Regions from separate parts of the Mus musculus genome. Here region 1 is linked to region 2. The links are chromatin contacts, called in public HiChIP or PLAC-seq maps. All regions are on one chromosome and are shown on one strand. Each heading gives the region's core, a stretch centred on a gene start, on an enhancer-like site or on the middle of the called end of the contact. The rest is flanking DNA. Distances are from core to core; before and after follow the strand shown. Region 1 has its middle 46 kb from the start of Gm34229. Region 2 overlaps Dusp10 (dual specificity phosphatase 10).

Region 1 (2,783 bases), core at 249-2,748, 430 kb after region 2:
AGTAAAATAATGATAATAACAAAAATTTTAAAAAATAGTGTTTTCTCACATATAAAACCACATAGACCTCTTTGACTCAGTTGGCATTTTAGGAACTGAGAAAGGCAGATATTATTCCTGAAGGTACAGAAGAAATCTATGACATGGGTAGATTCTCTAAAATAATTTCATTATTTTGATGTCAAAAACAATTGTCTCTAAACACAAAATGTACTAAAGACTAAAACTAAACCGCTGCATTGAAGTTATAGAAATGCCCTTTTTAAAATCAGAATGGCCTAGAAGTCAGCTTAAAAACTGAACCACGTTTTGATTCTGTCTTGCAAAGGGGTCACTGCACACAAGATTTGAGTTCTCCTTAGAGCCTTCCCATCTCTTCCTACAAGGCTGAAGAATTTATAGATGCACAACAGTCAAGAGCATTTCTCAGAGAATAAGCAATGTAGTTCATGCAGACGACATCTGGGAGGTCACGTCATCCTCTCTGCTCTCATATAAATCCTGCTGATTCGGTGAATTGTTTTCAAAATTCATGACCAAAGTGATGTGTTGTACCAGAAAAAGTTAAGGACTTCCAGCCAGAGTCCTAATGAGACCATTTTCAGTTTAACAGTGCCTGTGACTAATGAAAATGCTCCTCTTGAGATAGTGTGAGATTTCAATTTTATTAGTCCTGATAACAAAAGAAGCCCCTCATCTCTGCTTTAAGATACTTCAGTGGTTATTATTAGAGAACTCCATTCTGGCCCTTGGAAAATATAGTGCTTTTTGACACGACAAACTACATACCTCTTTAGTGTACCTCAGGTCTGGTTTCTAACTATGGCACACACATTCTCTCTCTCTCTCTCTCTCTCTCTCTCTCTCTCTCTCTTTCTCTCTCTCTCTCCCTCCCTCCCTCTCTCTCGTTCATGCATCAAAATAAAAGACCAGAAACTAGATTTTTTTTTGATTTACCTCCTACCACCAAACATTTTTAGAAGGCTATGCTTTTACAGCACACGTTAGGATCATAAATGCATTAATGCATAAAACATTCCATTATTCTTTCTATCTCCTCCTGAGAAGGAAATGGTGATAGAGAGAGATTAATGGACACACCAAAAAGCCATCCAGGAAATTAGTAGCAGGTCTGGGATTAAACTTCTGAGTTCCTGCCACCCACTGTTAAGTTGAAGCCAATATTCCCCCAACTTCTCCAGATTCCATTTAAAGTGTGGTGGATGTGGGGGAGGGGGACAACACCGTTAGTCCTGCTGGCTAGGTATGCCAACTATCAGCATGATCACGTTAAGGGGTCATGGGACTTACTTCCATTCCAAGTCATTTAGAAGCAATCTGCGGTGTCAAAGATGTTGCCCTAGGCAAGGAATCTAAAGATGGGGCTCTTAGATCAGGGGGCCCTCAGACCGTATTATTTCCAGGTTCACACAGAACTGTTGAGGAAGCTGTCGCAGTGAAGCTGTGAACAGTGTAAGATGAGGAAGTGTGTGCTCAGTGTTTCGCAAGGGCTTCTTTGTTTGCTCACTCTATTACGTGATCATCACAACTATGTCACGCTAGGTCCCTGGAGTGCCAGGACTAAGTCCCTGACACCCAAAGCGGGTGGAGGTGAGGTATTGCATGCAACAGTGAAGGCCAGCAAAGCTTCCTAGATAAACTTCTTCCCAGCAAGCTGATCTTGGGAAAGCTAGTTACTTTTCATGATTTCAGCTTTATTGTGTCTGGAACTCAGATAGCTTTAGGCTCTGCACTATACACAATTATAGTGAGGAAAGAGGAGATGTCCAACATACAGCTCTTTACAAAGTTGAAGGCTCTGAGTCCACAAAAGGCGCGACCATAGGTGTGGGTGAGCACCCAGAATAAAGGAGTTGGGTGCTTGTCCATCTGTTATAAATCCTATGCTTTTGTTGTTAGTTCCTTGGTTCCAGAGTAGCAATGTATCTGGAGCAGAAAAATATGAGGTTGAATCTCAACTCTCTGACTTGCATATGCCCTTTAAGAATGAGGTTGCCTTTCTGAGACTAATCCTTACTTGTAGATAGACAGGCCCACATTACTATATGCTCAGATTTGGACTGCCATTGAGGTACACTGTGAGCAGGTGTGTCTCTGGATATTCCATTGATGATTCTGTACTGGCAGAGAGCTATGGCCCACTGCCGCTCCCATATTTTGTAAATATTTTTTCTTCCTTACCTGCCTAAGGCATACTAGAATTATATCGGATTGGCTTTAATAAAGATCTGAAGGGCATCTCTGGGACGGAAGTGGAGGGCAGATCTTCAGGAAAGAGAGGGACACAGGGAGACTAGATGAGGGGTGAGGGATGGACTTGGAGGTGGAAGGACGAACTGGAGCGGAGAGGTAGACCTGGCCATATGGCGGGACACACGCCAGGATTAGGCGGATGGAGTAGTCAGGAGACTGACCAATGAAGGCCTGAGCTTTAAAATATTAATAAGCATCTGTGTCATTATTTATATCACTGACATGGCCAAGATAGTCTTGCTATAGACCACAGCAAACAGCTATGACTTAAAAACATGTCAACTGTAATTATTATCAGCATGAGTTATATAAAAATATAGTCCTTCTATACATTCCAGTGTGTCGGCATGGCCGGTGCCTGGGTCATCCCACCCAGGGTTCTGGGTTTGCTTAGAGACTAGAGTCTTGATGGTCTGCTTTCCTAGCCAGCACTGACCACAGGAATGAAAATTGCCTACAGAGGATGAAAAAGAACTGTCCTTGGGTACGTCCGAGGAAGCGAGAATGTG
Region 2 (2,922 bases), core at 395-2,894:
GATGTTAATTACACATTTCCCATCCTTCCTGGCTGTCTCGTAGGCCTTCGTTTTGCTTTGAGAAATGGAATCCTCTGAGACAAGCCCACAGACCCACCATCGGTCTGTTGCCTGGTTGCTGGGTTTTGACCTCTCCTTTCCTGTTCTGTCTGGCCTGAGATACTGCGAGGGGTTGGAGGGGGTAGGTAGTTAAGTGACCTCAGGAGCCTGTTATAGGGAGTAGCATGCTCTTAGGCAGGATCAGGTACCCAGTTTCACCTATTGGAAATTCGGAAACTCAAAAGCCTAAGGTATCGCCTCACCCCAAACATCTCAGGTCCCTCTCCTCCCTTCTCTCCCCTTCACTCTCCCTCCCCCACTCCAAGTCTTCTTTTTTCCATTCTCTGTCTTTTTGACAGGGTTTCATGTGGCCCAGGCTGGCCTTGAATTCAGTTACTGAGGATGTCCTTGTGTTTCGACGACGTCCTGTCTACCGAGGCCCCAGTCATGCACCACCACACCACACCCTCCTGGGCTGTTTGGTGAATCTGTGATTCTGCCTTGCCTTATAACATACTCGTCCTTCCTATTATAAATAGACTTTTTCTCTTAGAGGAAGTGGACGTTGGTCACTCGGAGACAAGATTCCAGGGCGGATTGATGACTTGGAATTTTGATCTTGTCATTTCAACACTTGGACAAGGGAACTTTGCTGTGCCTCAGTTCCCCCAGCTGTGAGAATGGAGATAATGACGATGTTCACGTGGGGTGGGGGCAAGGGATGGGGCCAAGGGAAGATAAATTAAATAGTTGCTTATTTAAGTACTATAAATGATGTCTGGCCTGTAAAGAGTGATATTGATTAAAAACTCAACATAATTATAATACAAAATAATTATAGTAATAAGCCATCTACTTCTTCTTCTTTTTTTTTTTTTTAATGAGGATTGTTAAGTAGCATTGTTCCATACAGTGATCTGACATCAGTACTAAAGCAATAGGAAAATCTTCGCTGCTTCCAGGATCTTCTTGTTTCAATGTTTAGAAAAGAGTCAGTATTTCAGTGAGGTGGACAGATGACTACCCAGGTCCTTTATTTTTTCTGGATTGGTGCTATGTTGGAAAAAAAAATACATGCAATTCCTCTCAAAGAAAACTGCAGAAAATTGAGTGCTAGTAAAAGCTGTTAATATACACTTACTGTTAGAACATGAAGAACATTTCACAATGGAAAAAAAAAAAAGATGTACGAGCCCTGCCCTGCCCACCCTGGTTTCACTTTTACATAACCTCTCCATCCCTTACCCATATATGTGCATGCTTTGCAGAGTCTCATATAGAAACTTGAGCTGATTTTCACTTTGTGCTGCAGGGTCGGTCCCTTGCTTCCTGCATGGTTATTACAGATTTTCTTCTTCAATGCTGTCATTTGTCTAGTGGCCACATTCTGCTCAACCGACGACCTCCTAATGGACATTACACTTGCACCCAGGATCTTAAACCCGAGCAAGGTGTGGGGGGGTCCCTGCTTCAGAAACCACTCAGTCTTCCTCTGACCCCCTTTAGAAGAATGAATGCTGGCTGTCAGCCCGTTGGGAGTTATCTTTTCTGTTGTCCTAATTCACTTTCACTTTTTAGATCCTGCTGCCAATCAAAGTCCTCAGAGTTAAGGGAAGTCCCTGTCCTTGACCCACTGCGCCTTGGCTCTGACCTGTGTGTGTGCGTGCTATATATGTCATTCGATACATGGGCTGTGATCCTGGGTTTGTTCTTTGGTTGGGGCACGATGAGGCAGTTTGGAAACTCCAAGCAGCCAGATATTCTATGGAACTAGAAGATTAGCCAGGGCTACAAACAATCCACTCTCTGAATCACTCACAGTATTACATTGTTGATAAAAATATATTATTACCTTTGGGGCGTGTGTGTGTGTGATGTGTATGTGATATATATATAATATATAACAGCACCAGTGTGGAGGTCAGAATTCAACCTGTGAGACCCTGTTCTCACTTTCCACCATGTGGCTCTCAGGATCTCACGTTGCTGAGCTTGGCAGCAAATAACCTTTGCCTTCTGTGATATCTCACTGGCCTTGATAAAACACACTAAAACATCAGTACCAACAGAAAAAAGCTAGACCCTGTAAGATGCTAAGTATATACATTTATTTCCCCCATGTCCCATTTTTAGGTCCACTAAGGTCCCCAAAATCTTTAAGCAAACTCAGAAACACAGGGCCATGATATAATCAGAATGGGAAGAACTCCCACCAGTCCTTTCCTGCAAAGGTAAAACACCCTTTAAATAGGAGTTAATTCTCTAGCAGATAACTAGCTTGTCTTCCTTGATAAAGTACATATTGGGTTGAAATTATTATAATTAATTTTGCATGTCATATAAAAGTCCACTATGCCTGCGCTTATTCCATGGATCTCTTTATTCTTAGCCAAGGGAGAGCTAGACGCCCAGTCCACTGTGGTGAGCTTTCGTGGAACTAGGGAGATGCCCAGATGATGATGCCTGGCAGGCTCCCCACAAGTAGGGGATGTGACTGTGAAGTACCACCATCAACGGGCATTGAGCTTTCAGATTGATGAGGGTGTGTGTGTGTGTGTGTGTGTGTGTGTGTGTGTGTGTGTGTGTGTATAAAGACCAAAAGCCAACATTGCATGTCTATCTGTACTCTCCTATAGTTTTATACATGTAAGTATGTGTGTCTGTCTGTGTGTGTGTGCACGTGCGAGCATGAATGTTTGCGCACTCTATCTGTGAAGGTCAGATGATAACTTTTTCAGTCCCTATCTTCAGGGTCCAGGAATCAAACTCAGGCACTCACACATGTGTAGCATGCCCTTCCCTGCTGAGCCGTCTCACTTGACTTCTGACTTACGCTTGAGGCTTGCTCTTTCACTGAACCCTAGGCTACATTGAACACTTGGG

The links. HiChIP or PLAC-seq counts read pairs in DNA pulled down with a chosen protein or histone mark.
Region 1: a contact with region 2 is called in an H3K27ac HiChIP or PLAC-seq map of microglia, with 5 times the contacts expected there. The contact joins two enhancer-like sites. A contact is called at or near these places in 1 of 39 promoter capture datasets (embryonic stem cells), 2 of 115 datasets of contacts at active chromatin or transcription factors (embryonic stem cells and microglia) and 1 of 9 other capture datasets (embryonic tail).

Annotation. Positions count from the first base shown.
Region 1 is chr1:184,476,688-184,479,470 of GRCm38.p6, forward strand. No RefSeq gene overlaps it. Among named protein-coding and RNA genes, the nearest start is that of Gm34229, 46 kb to the left of the region's middle. Within about 2 kb of position 1,499, at least 57 of the 459 cell types and tissues checked have an H3K27ac peak or open chromatin away from gene starts, as enhancers often do. A contact at or near this core is called in microglia, where this site is marked.
Region 2 is chr1:184,047,592-184,050,513 of GRCm38.p6, forward strand. The region is part of intron 2 of Dusp10 (dual specificity phosphatase 10); the gene reads left to right. Among named protein-coding and RNA genes, the nearest start is that of Dusp10, 15 kb to the left of the region's middle. Within about 2 kb of position 1,645, at least 97 of the 459 cell types and tissues checked have an H3K27ac peak or open chromatin away from gene starts, as enhancers often do. A contact at or near this core is called in microglia, where this site is marked.